Regions from separate parts of the Drosophila melanogaster genome. Here region 2 is linked to region 1. The links are chromatin contacts, called in public Hi-C maps. All regions are on one chromosome and are shown on one strand. Each heading gives the region's core, a stretch centred on a gene start, on an enhancer-like site or on the middle of the called end of the contact. The rest is flanking DNA. Distances are from core to core; before and after follow the strand shown.

Evidence for each region. Hi-C and Micro-C count contacts between places; a contact is called where the count stands out from the background.
Region 2: a Hi-C map of the Kc167 cell line shows a contact between it and region 1, with 1.6 times the contacts expected there. The contact joins two enhancer-like sites. A contact is called at or near these places in 11 of 107 Hi-C or Micro-C datasets (the Kc167 cell line, the OSC cell line, the S2 cell line and 4 more) and 1 of 6 datasets of contacts at active chromatin or transcription factors (the Kc167 cell line).

The regions. Positions count from the first base shown.
Region 1 is chr2L:14,250,349-14,256,343 of dm6, forward strand. No RefSeq gene overlaps it. Among named protein-coding and RNA genes, the nearest start is that of wb, 9.7 kb to the right of the region's middle. Within about 2 kb of position 2,448, at least 21 of the 39 cell types and tissues checked have an H3K27ac peak or open chromatin away from gene starts, as enhancers often do. A contact at or near this core is called in the Kc167 cell line, where this site is marked.
Region 2 is chr2L:14,316,022-14,322,016 of dm6, forward strand. wb (wing blister) reads left to right here. Exons shown (of 16, transcript NM_165086.3): 5 at 3,533-4,892; 6 at 4,968-5,223; 7 at 5,288-5,684; 8 at 5,770-5,995. Among named protein-coding and RNA genes, the nearest start is that of ms(2)34Fe, 9.4 kb to the right of the region's middle. Within about 2 kb of position 2,235, at least 13 of the 39 cell types and tissues checked have an H3K27ac peak or open chromatin away from gene starts, as enhancers often do. A contact at or near this core is called in the Kc167 cell line, where this site is marked.

The DNA of each region.
Region 1 (5,995 bases), core at 1,198-3,697:
AACAGCGGAGACAGGCGCAATGTTGACAATTGTTGAAACTGACAGTTTGACGTTTTAACTCACGCGCCAAACGCCAAACGTCAAACGGCAGCAACAACCAACACAATATCAACATCAGCAACATAGTAATACGTTGTACGGCCAAACGGCAATCTAGGCAAATCCACCGAGTAGACAACTCAATGAGCCATTTTGATGGACACCTCCGACGACAGCTGTACGGCACACGAATGTATATAATGCATATTCATTTGACAATTATTTATGCTTGATTTCTGCAGAATTATCGGATCGCTGCTGGGAATCAATGTTGAATATAATGAGTGGAAGCTGAGGTCAACACGTTGATCTGTCTCCTTCAATCGGAAATAGTTGTCAGATATTGTTTCTAAGTTATTTGGGATTGTTCAAGGCTGACATGCGTGTCTTTAATTTAATATCCTGAATGCGAAACAGATTCCCAATGAGGAAATGTTTTCACATCATACATCAATCGCTTCTGAATTGGAATTTTATTAAAATATACTATAGTTAAATATTAACCCACTTTTGGCCCGAATGACCCATGTTTGATTAGAAATAACTGAACTAATGGCCAGAAATGGAAATCAGCATGGGAATATTTGGTTCAAAGAATGTGACATGAGTCGCGTGCGCTTCGTCTCGATGAAATTTACTTTTGTTATTGTCCATTGTTTGCTATCGTCTTTCCATAGTATAATTGACACTCTCTGTCCAGAGCTCATAAATTAATAGCAATTGGCGCAATGTGCAACTGCAAATTGCTGGCTGACCAGTTGAGGCAAGAAGGAAAGATGCAACGACCCGATCGGAGATCTTTTTGTGTGGGTTGACTTATAAATAGAGGAATGCCATGGGATGCATAGGCATGCGGTTCATCATACATAGTTAGAAAGAAAGTCGAGTGGAAATTAGTCGCACAATGAAAGCTGCAAGTGTTTGTAAGTGGTGTAAATGCAACCAGGAAGAAATGTCTGGCACTTCGTTGTGATCTCGTCGCAATTTATTTTATGAGTTCAGAAAGCTAAAGAGGTCTTCTGTATGAGCAAACGTCTTTGATTCTACTCAGACTTTAATATTTTGTGCATTTTTAATACATGTGTATGTTGTTCATTTGTAATTGTAATATTTTGTAATATTAATATTATATTAAGGCCTTCTGTCACGACATCAATTTGCCAACTTTCTTTGAACTTTCAATTCATATAGAGAACGGTTTAGTCTCACGTGTTTGAAATTTTCCACAAGTCCTTATTATGATTAGCTTTTGTACCGAGTTTCCGCTTTAACATTTTCGTAACTTCTTTTTCGTTTGGTAACCCGGCAGTCACTGAAGTGGAAGCAAATTGCTGACGGTTGCTGCCTCCGATTCGATACGTACACGCATTATTCACGCATAAATCCATTGTATGCTTAGGACAATGACGACAGCAGCGACCTAGAATAGAACAAACATATTCCATATAATTGGCTGAGCGTGTTAGTTATTACATCACACAACGAAATAAGTATAAAAACGAAGCGCACGGGAAAAGAAAATCCTCTCATATACTTTTCCTTGCCTTTCCTTCCATAAACGGAATTTTCCTTTACCGTAGGTTGCATACTTTTGGGAAGCGAAAAAAATTTGCATTTTGTGCGTGCGTCAACAGAATTTAATTTGATTTATTTTGTGTTGCGGAAAAGCTTACTTACTGTCGCAGAAAAAAAAAACAAAAAATGGTTTGATTTCATATTCATCATGTTACCTGTTGAAAATTGTTAGATGATGATACATGAAGTTGATATTTACGAAATTTACGTTTAATGATGAATTAGTTTTTAAGCGAATTAAAAACCATTTCCTTCCACGCACAGTTGAGGAAATTTCTTTCGAATATCAGCTGTACTTTATATATAAAATAATATACTATTTACTTTATTCATTTAAGTTTTGTAGTTTTTAACTGAATTGAATTTTAATTTATCAAAACCATATAAAGAGAACGTATAAATATATTTTTATACAAAGATAAAGGTATTCGAAGCATACTTCTGGGCTTCCCTTTATTGGTTATAGTAAGGCAATTGCTCTAAAACTGTGTGGATTTCTTCACTGACGTCGATTTTGTTATTTCTTCACTGTCGATAATGTTAAGTATACTATTGTATTTTAAGTATATAACTACTTTGTTGTTATTATAATGACATTATTTTTAAACAATTCCTGTACATTTCACTTCATAAATTGAACGCTCTTTTTATAAAACCCTTATGAGTCACAAACTCAACGTACGTTTTTATTTGGTAAATCATGAAAATAATAAAATTATGAATTAGGTCAACAAAAAGTGTGATTTATAAAAGTAATAATGAGATTTGGTAAGGAATTCGTATGGAGTACCCCAAACATATTATTTCAAGTTATTTTAAAAAGCATATATTTAGGCATATGATAATACCAATATCATCAGTGCATCTAAAACTGTAACGCATGGAACACAAGGGATATATCCTTTTTTCCTATCGAAAAATAATGATCTGCTGCAGAATCCGCAGAGACTAATTTGCATGTAATTTGTTGTGTCGGCACCTCGGCCCTATTCGATTTCACTGCCTGTTTTGGCCACAAGCAAGTTGAAAACCGGCAGCAAGTCAATATTTTGTGTTTGGAGTGCCTGCAAGATGGTTATCTTGGTGACAACAACAACCGAACCAAATTGGACTGTAACCAGTGGTCCTGGGATTCCTCGGGGACCGCACTTTGCATATGGTCTGGGTCTGCAAAAAAAAATATCAAGTTCATGCTGTGAGCTGTTTGTGTTACCTGATCCCCATTGTTGTTGTGGCAGGGATCATGTCTTCTTTTGGGCCAACTTAATGCAAGATCATTGGCCCAGTTGGCAACTGTCGGCTGGCTTGGCTTTTGGAGTATCGAATCCAGTGTGTGTGTGAGTGCATCCCACTGATCTGGTATTTTTTCGTAATGCGGAAGCTGTTTGGGCTTGTCTGCGAAGGTGTCATTGTTAGCTCCATGGCCATGATTGATTGGCTGGAAGGCTGGAAGAAGTTGGTACTCCGGCTTTGTTTTGTGACTGTAGATGTCATATCTTCAGTGTTTGTTAGGGTAAAGAGGAGAGTGCTTGTAAATCGAGGGCAGAGTTGTATAAATATAAGAGTTGAATAAACAAAAAGAGTTGAAATAGTGAATACAGTTTTTGCAGCAACTAACTAAAGAACCAGCAGTGGCGAAGATATATTTACTAGTAACTTCTGACCTATACTTGATACACTTATCCTTAGCATTATATCTTACAACATTATTATGAAGATATACCAAGAGATCCCGTTTTGGCAATATATTTTCTCCCAATTATTTCAGTACTTATTTGTTATCGATCGCCAGACTTTCTGCTTTCTCCACCTACTTCACACCCAAGAAGCCGTTCGCTTACACCAGCCCACGTCTGAAAGAAATTTCCAGCGCTCTGGCAAACTAAACGCTCTTGGCCAACACTTTAATACCTTTAATTACGCCCCAAATATTATGGCCACTCTTCATAACCGATATGCGATACAATCTGGTGTTTAATCAGAAAAGTAAAGAAAATAAAATGCACTCATTGGCTGTGGAGATGGCAGGCCGAACTGCCAAGAGGACTGGAATGTGTTATCAGAGTCGAGGAATCGGCGCATGCGCCACAGCAGCAGCATCGGGAAAAGCAATTACACGGCAAGAGTAGCCAACATACTTTATATACTATACTATATAGCACTACACCCGACAATGTTGCATTCGCATATGCTATCTCAGTTTACCTTGAACCTCAGCTGGTGCAACTGCAACTGGAGCTGCAACTGCAACTGCTTCTGTGCGGCATGCAAAATGTTTTGTAAATAGACGATAATGCATTCCGTGCTAATTTACAGTTTACTACTCGCAATTGCTGCCCACGCGACCGAATCGCAAATATTCTTTAGTTGTGTGTATTTTACGATCTTTTAATGGTTCACGCTTAACAGCGGTATAATATTTTATAGCGAGTGATACGTGAGCTGTGTCTAAATATTTAGTCGGTTCCATTTATTAATATGACTCACTGAAAGTGATAGGGTGTGCCACAAGGATTTATTAACATTCGAACAAAAACACGGAACTCATTAAGCTGAACAACAAAGAACTATAAAAAGGATTATGGTGTAAATAATAGCTCTATTTAACTGATATTTGATATCTATCTATTTTTTTTATTAACAATGTATATTAATGTTTAATATCAAGTGTTGTTAGTTACTCAATTATAAAATGTTAAATAATATTAGTTGCTTGCAATTCATAATGCATTTATTCACATATCAGTTACCATTTCGGATTATTAAGATCCTATCACTATGGTGTCACTTAAGTGTCGTTTCATTTATGTAAGCTGCAAAAAAATAGAAGAAACGTTCACCCATTTATGACCTCGTTTCATCAGTGGTGTGTCCAACAATGGCAATTAATGGTCATGCAACACAGACAGCAGACTCCAAACGCAGAATAGACAACTTTATTAGCTTAATTAAAACTCTTCAAAAGGTCCATCAATGCCCAGGGGGCCTAGAGTAGAACATAACCGAAACAAACCGAACCGAAGTCCATTGGTTTCGCTTCTCTTGAAAAGAAAAATGCGTTGAATGCCGGCAATTTAGCAACATTGCAGCTCAGACCTTGCAGCTAATAATGGAGGCCTATTCTCAGTCCGTAGTGTCCAGGGTTCGGTTCGGTCCCAATTCCCCAGTTGAATGACGTTTTACTTGATTGCAGTTAATTTTTCTCCCTCTTTCACTGTCCCAGGCTCGAATGCAAATTCCCCAGCTACAGGTTCCCCCTGTTTACCACGTTGCTCCCTTGGTTCTTCTGTGGCTCTGTGATCTTTGTGGCGCTGAAGAATCCCAAATGCAATTGAAGCCACAAACTTTTGATTGTTTGTCCAAGGTAGAAAACGCTCATAATAAAAGGAATTAAGTTGTAAAATGTCGGAAAAACGTGTTGAAAGGGTTTCGGGCACAAACGAATTAGCATGCGATGCAGTTTTATTGGCCATTAAGGTAGATTTTGTTAAGGGGTTTATAGTGTTAACGAAAATAAGCTTAGTTTATTGAATGAATTGATAGGCTTAAGACATAATTGAATTGGATGCGGATACGCATTAAAAGGGTTTAGGATGACCAAAAATACAATATGAGATGAGATGTTTAACAAATAATATTATTTTTCTCTTTTATATTTCAATCAATTCAAATAAATGCACTAGTTTAAGTGGGTACTCACATATATATATATATTTTATTTTTTAAATACATAGGTCTACCCATTTTTTGAATAAAATCAACAAACTCATCCTGCAGGGCAGTGGAAAATGCGAGTTTCATGACTATTTTATTGTTGGCCATTGCACCGTTCACCATTGAACTATTGACCTGAATAGTTTTCCTCAGTTGCCCACGAAGTCGTCAAGCTGATGACGTCGAATGCTGATGATGCAGTTGTTTCGAAGATGACTCCAGTCTGATTTCGGTATGACTCTTGGATTGAAACATTTCGCCAATCGTCGAATGCAAAGGTGAGAGGCAGGGTCAGGTCAACAATGCGAGGAAAACTCAATGGATGGAATATGAAAATGCCTTTTGTGCAAAACCAACATAGACACGCTGAGCAATTTGCGCGGCCAATTAGATAGAAGGACAACTTCCGTGCCGAGAAGGAAACCCGTTCCGGCCAAAGGAAAAACTTGTTCTTTCCGACCAATATCAATTACACAATGTGGGGGCATGTACAAAATTAATATCATATCAGGCAACATGGGCAGACTTCTCCGGGCCTAGCTCGCTTATCTCTAATAGAGTCATAAAAAAAAACCCACACACATTTTGATGCCGAAACTTTTTCTCTCTAGCCAAACAGATTTACCAATAAAACTAAAAGAGAAAAAACGTCATAAGTACCATGTAT
Region 2 (5,995 bases), core at 985-3,484, 65 kb after region 1:
GATCCATCCAACTTCCGTTTCCGTTTGTTTCGCTAAACGATATAATAATCACACTGCCAGGCGCAATAATCTCCAACACGACTTACACATCTGGCCAACTCGATTCGCAATGAAGTCAACAAAGCCAACACGGCTCAGATATTTATAAATTGCATACGAGATCGGGCTTAATGTGGCCACTTTAATAGGCGCCGCCACTTATCGGGCGCCGTTGATCCAAACACCAAGAGCCAGACACTCGGAAACCATTTATTATAACAAACAAAATGCTATAATTAATTTTTTCTATTATTTTCCCAAAAAAAAAAAATACACCCCGTCATTACCGAGAAGGCGGTGGTGCAAGTTTGGCCCGAGAACGTGGCCAGTGAGAAGTCAAACGCAATTTCCTGGCCAACTTAATACTCGATTAATTTACGACGGCCACGAAAACAATTGATTTGGCCAATTCGGTGAGGGGGGGGGGGGGGCGTTGATCCAAGCGACTGGGATTGCGACTATTATGACGTGCCGGGCCGAGTTCGATCAAAGAAAGCATAAATAATGTCCCGACAGCCGGTCGATCGAGGAGTAGAACTGGTTCAGCATTTTGTTGGTGGCCCGTACCGAAATTTATGCAAACGGGTTAATTAACTTTAGCTGAAAAAGAGGAGGAAACAACTAACGAAATTCGGAACGGCAGACTTTAGCCGGGTGGTCCTGGTCCAGGTTCAGGTCCTACCCCAACCCACACTCCCATTACTCTCTCCTTCGCTTGAAAACTGGGTCAACGGTGGGCGGCTAACAAGAAAAGCCAACTAACTGCATTTGTATCCATCATTTTCGACATTTTAAATGTCAATCTGTATTGGGTATATGGAGAAGTTGTTGGCAAGTCAGTTGGTCAGTGAGTCAATCACTCAATTGAATGCGACTCATTCACTCATTCGTTCGTTCATCGATTCATTTATTTATGCAGTCAGTGGGCCAGCCAGCGTGTAGCCAACAGATTTTTATCGCAGCTGCCTACAGACGCTTAATTGCCTCTTGATTACTTGTGGAAATATCGAAATGCAATCGTTATAACACTCGTTTATTGATACGCTGAGGAATTCGGCATTGCTTATTTAAAGTATTCGTATTCAATTAAACAAATTTAAAATCCTTTCCATGATCTTGTTTCCAAAGTGTATACGCTAGAATTCCGAATGCCACTATATTTATTTATTGCAACCTAGATATAGAGTATAAAATATTTTCCGTTTAAAAATAATTTTTTGTGTTGATTTGAGATTTATGATAATTGATTGGCATCCATCGGTGCTTTTTTATGACTATTCACTGCAAGCATGCATTGCGCATACGCAACGTTGTCCCACAGTGCTGTGAGCGAACCCATAAATCATTTAATCAATATTTTGTCGTGTCGAGCGTAACATACGGTATGTTGCCCACAAAACACGTGCTCCAAATCGAAGCTCAACAAGTGAGCTTACGGCTCTAGCATATTTCTGCAATTGGTCAAGTCTTTTTATTTTTGATAGTGGTCAAGTCCAAGAGATTTTGCAATTAAACTGTCAATTCATTGGTACTTTTAGAATTATTAGTATTTGATTGTTAATTTATTGCATTGCATTTGATTTGTGACCGCGTTGACTGACCAGACAGTTTGGTTATTGGTAGTCGCATTGTGTATACGCCATGTTGTGCAGTGAAAATGACAAGCCCCAAGGCCACAGCACAGAAGTGAGACTAATGGCAGTACTCTGATTTGATAGTTAGCAGATTAGATTGTTAGAAAACGTTAGAAGGTGTTTGGTCTCGACCATCCGCCAATTTTTCATGACATTCCTGCAGACAAAGCAAATGACAGTCGATCAATCCCAAATTATGCCGCCCATGCCAATGTGAACGGTAACCCTAAAATTTAACGCACATTCAAGCTGAAAACCGTTAAACGAACGGAAGTGCTCTTAAAACGGCCCACACACGCGAGATCTCTGACCATCGGGACCAGTCTAGCGATCGGCAGCCAGCAAATCGAGATATAACTAAGGGGTAAAAACAAAGCAGAAAAAACAGAAAACAAACAAAACGTGCTCATTAATAAAAAATCAAGAAAACAAAATTGTCAATAAAACCAAAGGCCCGCGAGACTAACAACCCGACCAGAAGAAACAAACTCAAGACCCACGCAATAAATCTCCAGTGGGTGTGCAAGTGACTCTCAAACTGTTGTGCCATGACAAACGCATTTTCAACTAAAGCACCAAAAACATCAGGCAAAAAAACGATCGAGGAGCAGGCGAAGAGTCGTGATTCCCATTGTAAACTTTAATGACATCATTTGCCCAGGCAAAAACATGTGAATGGCGTCAGTTGATTGAACTTTTTATTGGTGGCTCCGTCTGAAGGAGTCGCCTATAGTCATAGTCGTAGTCGTAGGCCTTTCTCTCGCCACTCATTTCATTCATGAAAATGCAAATCCCCCCAAACGAACGATGGCAAGCACTTGACAGCTGCACTATAGTCAGTCTTGAGTCTTCAAGTCCCAGCCATATGCCAAGTGCCTCAAGGCGCAGCTTCCTTCTCCTCCTCTTGAATACTCCTCGAAGCAGCTCTAGAGTGGATCTACTATCACCTATCCTATCGTGTCGCGTGCTAAGCTTGTTCATATTTCTTTGAAATACCCTACGATTTGTCCAAAGTCCCATTGCATTCAGTTGACTAGGAATCAAAAGAATTTGCTTACAATATTTTTTAAAGTATCACTACCAAACATTTAATTATACATTGCATACATTATACATTACCTTATATACATATATCTATTTAATCTTAATAGCCATTAAGAGAGAGCACCCAATCTTCGTTGCAAGTTCCACAGATCTCTTCTAATTTTGCATGCACCTTTTGCCAATATTTTAGATGTATTTTTTTATAGAGCGTGCAATCAAATTGAAAAGTGTTTTTGCGTTGGTTTTACCGGATTTATGAATGAATTTATTTTCGTATATAGTATATATATGTATGTACCTCCTGCCTATCCACATACTCATGAGCTTGGCAGACTTGTCTGGCTTGTTCCGACGTCGTCGTCTCCCACAGCTTTTTTTTCGGGGTCCAACGTCCGCTGGTCCGTCGTCGCATTTGTCGTTTGTCGCCCGAATAGGAAACTGAATGCATATGTGGGCGGACTTTGGGGCGCTGCCTACGCGCAACCCACAAACCCACCAACTGGCTAGCGGGTCTGGTGGGTCTAGTGGATACAGTGGGTCTGTGCGCGCCACTTGGTGGCTGTTAAGGTGCAGTTAGCTGGCTGCCACTGACAGTGACGTAGTTGTGGCCCAGTAACCCAAGACGGGGAAAGCTAATAGCAAGGGGATTGATTGTTAGATTCCAGCACCGACATTGATTCATTGATTAAATCCTACTTCATTAAATATAAATTTAGTAACATAACTTACAGTAAAGATTTTGATTAAATATAAATATCTATTTAGATATTCTTCCTTTTAGTTATATATAATAACATATGCACCTTCATTTACAGAATGCCACTGCAGCAGTGTGGGATCCCTGTCATCGGATTGCGATAAGCGAACTGGGCAATGCGCCTGCCTGGCCAACGTCACCGGGAGGAGATGCGACAAGTGTCGACCGGGTCACTGGAATCTCACGGCGGGCGAGGGCTGCCGGGATTGCCGATGCGATCCTCATGGTTCCCGAGGTCACGAGTGCAACCCGTGGACGGGCCAATGCGACTGCAAGATCGGGGTTGGAGGTCAGCACTGTAACGAGTGTACGGAGGGATTCTTTGGCTTCAGCACGGAGGGTTGTCAGCGGTGCTCGGCCTGCAGGTCGGAGGGTCAGGTGTGTGACCCGCACAATGGACGCTGCATTTGCCCCAAGTTCACCCGTGGCCTGGGATGTGGACAGTGTGTGCCGGGCACCTGGGGCTGGCAGGCTCGATTGGGTTGCCGGGAATGCGAGTGCGATCACATTGGCTCCATTGGTCAGCAGTGCAGCACCGGCGATGGACAATGCCAGTGCCGAGAGGGATATTCGGGCAGAAAGTGCGACACTTGCGCCATCGGGTATTTCGGCTATCCGGAGTGCCGACGATGCGGCTGCGATGCGGAGGGTTCCTTCACCCAGGCGGATGGCTCAATAGCCTGTGACTCGAATGGCCAATGCCCGTGCAAATCCCTTGTGGTGGGTCTCAAATGCGATACCTGCATGCAAAGCACTTTTGGATTGTCCGCACAAAATCCCGAAGGATGCACCCGATGCTTCTGCTTCGGGAGATCCGGTGAGTGCGAGCAGAGCGACTTGTCTTGGGGACACATCCGTATGGCGGAGTCCAGAAATCTCAGCGTTCAGCAAATAAGACCGCACTCGGTACCCAGCTCAGACTACGAGTACATAGTGGTGGTTCAGATGGAGGGCAGCAGTTTCCATCGCGAAGACGCGGAGATCCAGCGCATGAATGATCTGAGCTTAGTGCCCAAATCTACGGGGAATGTTTCCATCGGAGCATATGGACAATTTTACCATCCGCTCTACTTCCAACTGCCTCCGCAGTTCTACGGAGATCGGACTAGTAGCTATGGTGGCTTTTTGTACTTCACCCTGATCACCGAAGGTGCCCACAAGCCCTTGGAGCGAAATATTTTGGGTCAGTATCCATTGGTTCAGTTACACGCGCACTCCAAGTTGCTACTGGACTTTTACGAGTACGAAGAGTTCGAGTACTCCTTGAACGTGACCCATCGGGTGCCGCTGCATGAGTCCTTCTGGAAGTACCACCACACCAGCCAGGCAGTGGATCGTAATACTCTAATGGCTGCCCTCCAAAACATTCGACACATCTTCATTCGAGCCTTTGCTTTTGCCGATTTCCAGGAAGTTGTGTGAGTCATTTAGTAAATCCAATAAACTTAGTAATAAGATTCTATCATGTACTAACCCTTCTTTTGTATTTATAGCCTTCAAAATGTACACATGGATGCGGCCATCTATATCAAGGGCTCCACCAATCTTATAGCCAAGGGAGTCGAACGGTGTAAGTGTCCCAAGCGGTTTGATGGACTTTCATGCCAGGATCCGGGAAGATCCTTCTACCGTTGGCGGAATACCACTATTGTGGAGAGTGTATTCATTGAGGATCTGATAGGAAGAGCAGCTCCCTGTCATTGTAATGGTCGTAGCAGCGATTGTGATCGCGAAACTGGAGTCTGTCAGGTAAAAAATTCGATTCGAAATCCATTCAACTCCTTTTATATGACTCCTTTTTGACTTTTCGCAGAACTGTCGAGGTAACACTGGAGGAGATCACTGCCATCAGTGTGCTGAGGGATTCTACGGCGATCCCAATTCTCCACACGGTTGTCAGGCTTGTCCGTGCCCGGAGACCAATAGGAACTTTGCCCGGGGCTGCAATGTCTGGGACGGAGAAGTCAGTTGTGTCTGCAAGCCGGGTTACACGGGCAGATTGTGTGAGCGGTGCCAGGCGGGATATTTTGGAGATCCTATGAGATATCCAAACACTACTTGCCAACCTTGCAACTGTCACCCAGATGGAATCCAAACCGAAGGCTGCGATGTAGAGACTGGTAGATGCTACTGTCGAGAAGGAGTTACTGGGCTAAAGTGCGACAAGTGTCAGGCGGAACGTCATCATCTGGTGGACAACGGATGCAAAAGTAAGTTAATCTTCGATGTGAACTGAACGAATACCATTCTGCATATTCCCATGTGTACCATTCATGTTCTCTATATCCTTTATAGTCTGTGACAATTGCACTCTTCTGCTTCTGGATTATATGGAGCTGGTGGGCAACAAGCTTCGTCGTGGAATGCACAACATGGATTTGACTGGAATTCCGGCGCCATATCGAAAATTGTCAGAGTACGAAAGCGCCTATGAGAAATGGAATGGGCGCCACTGGGACTTTAGCCAGACCAAACGGCGTCTACAGGATTACGACTCCGCTGACATCCTAAAGCTGGAGGC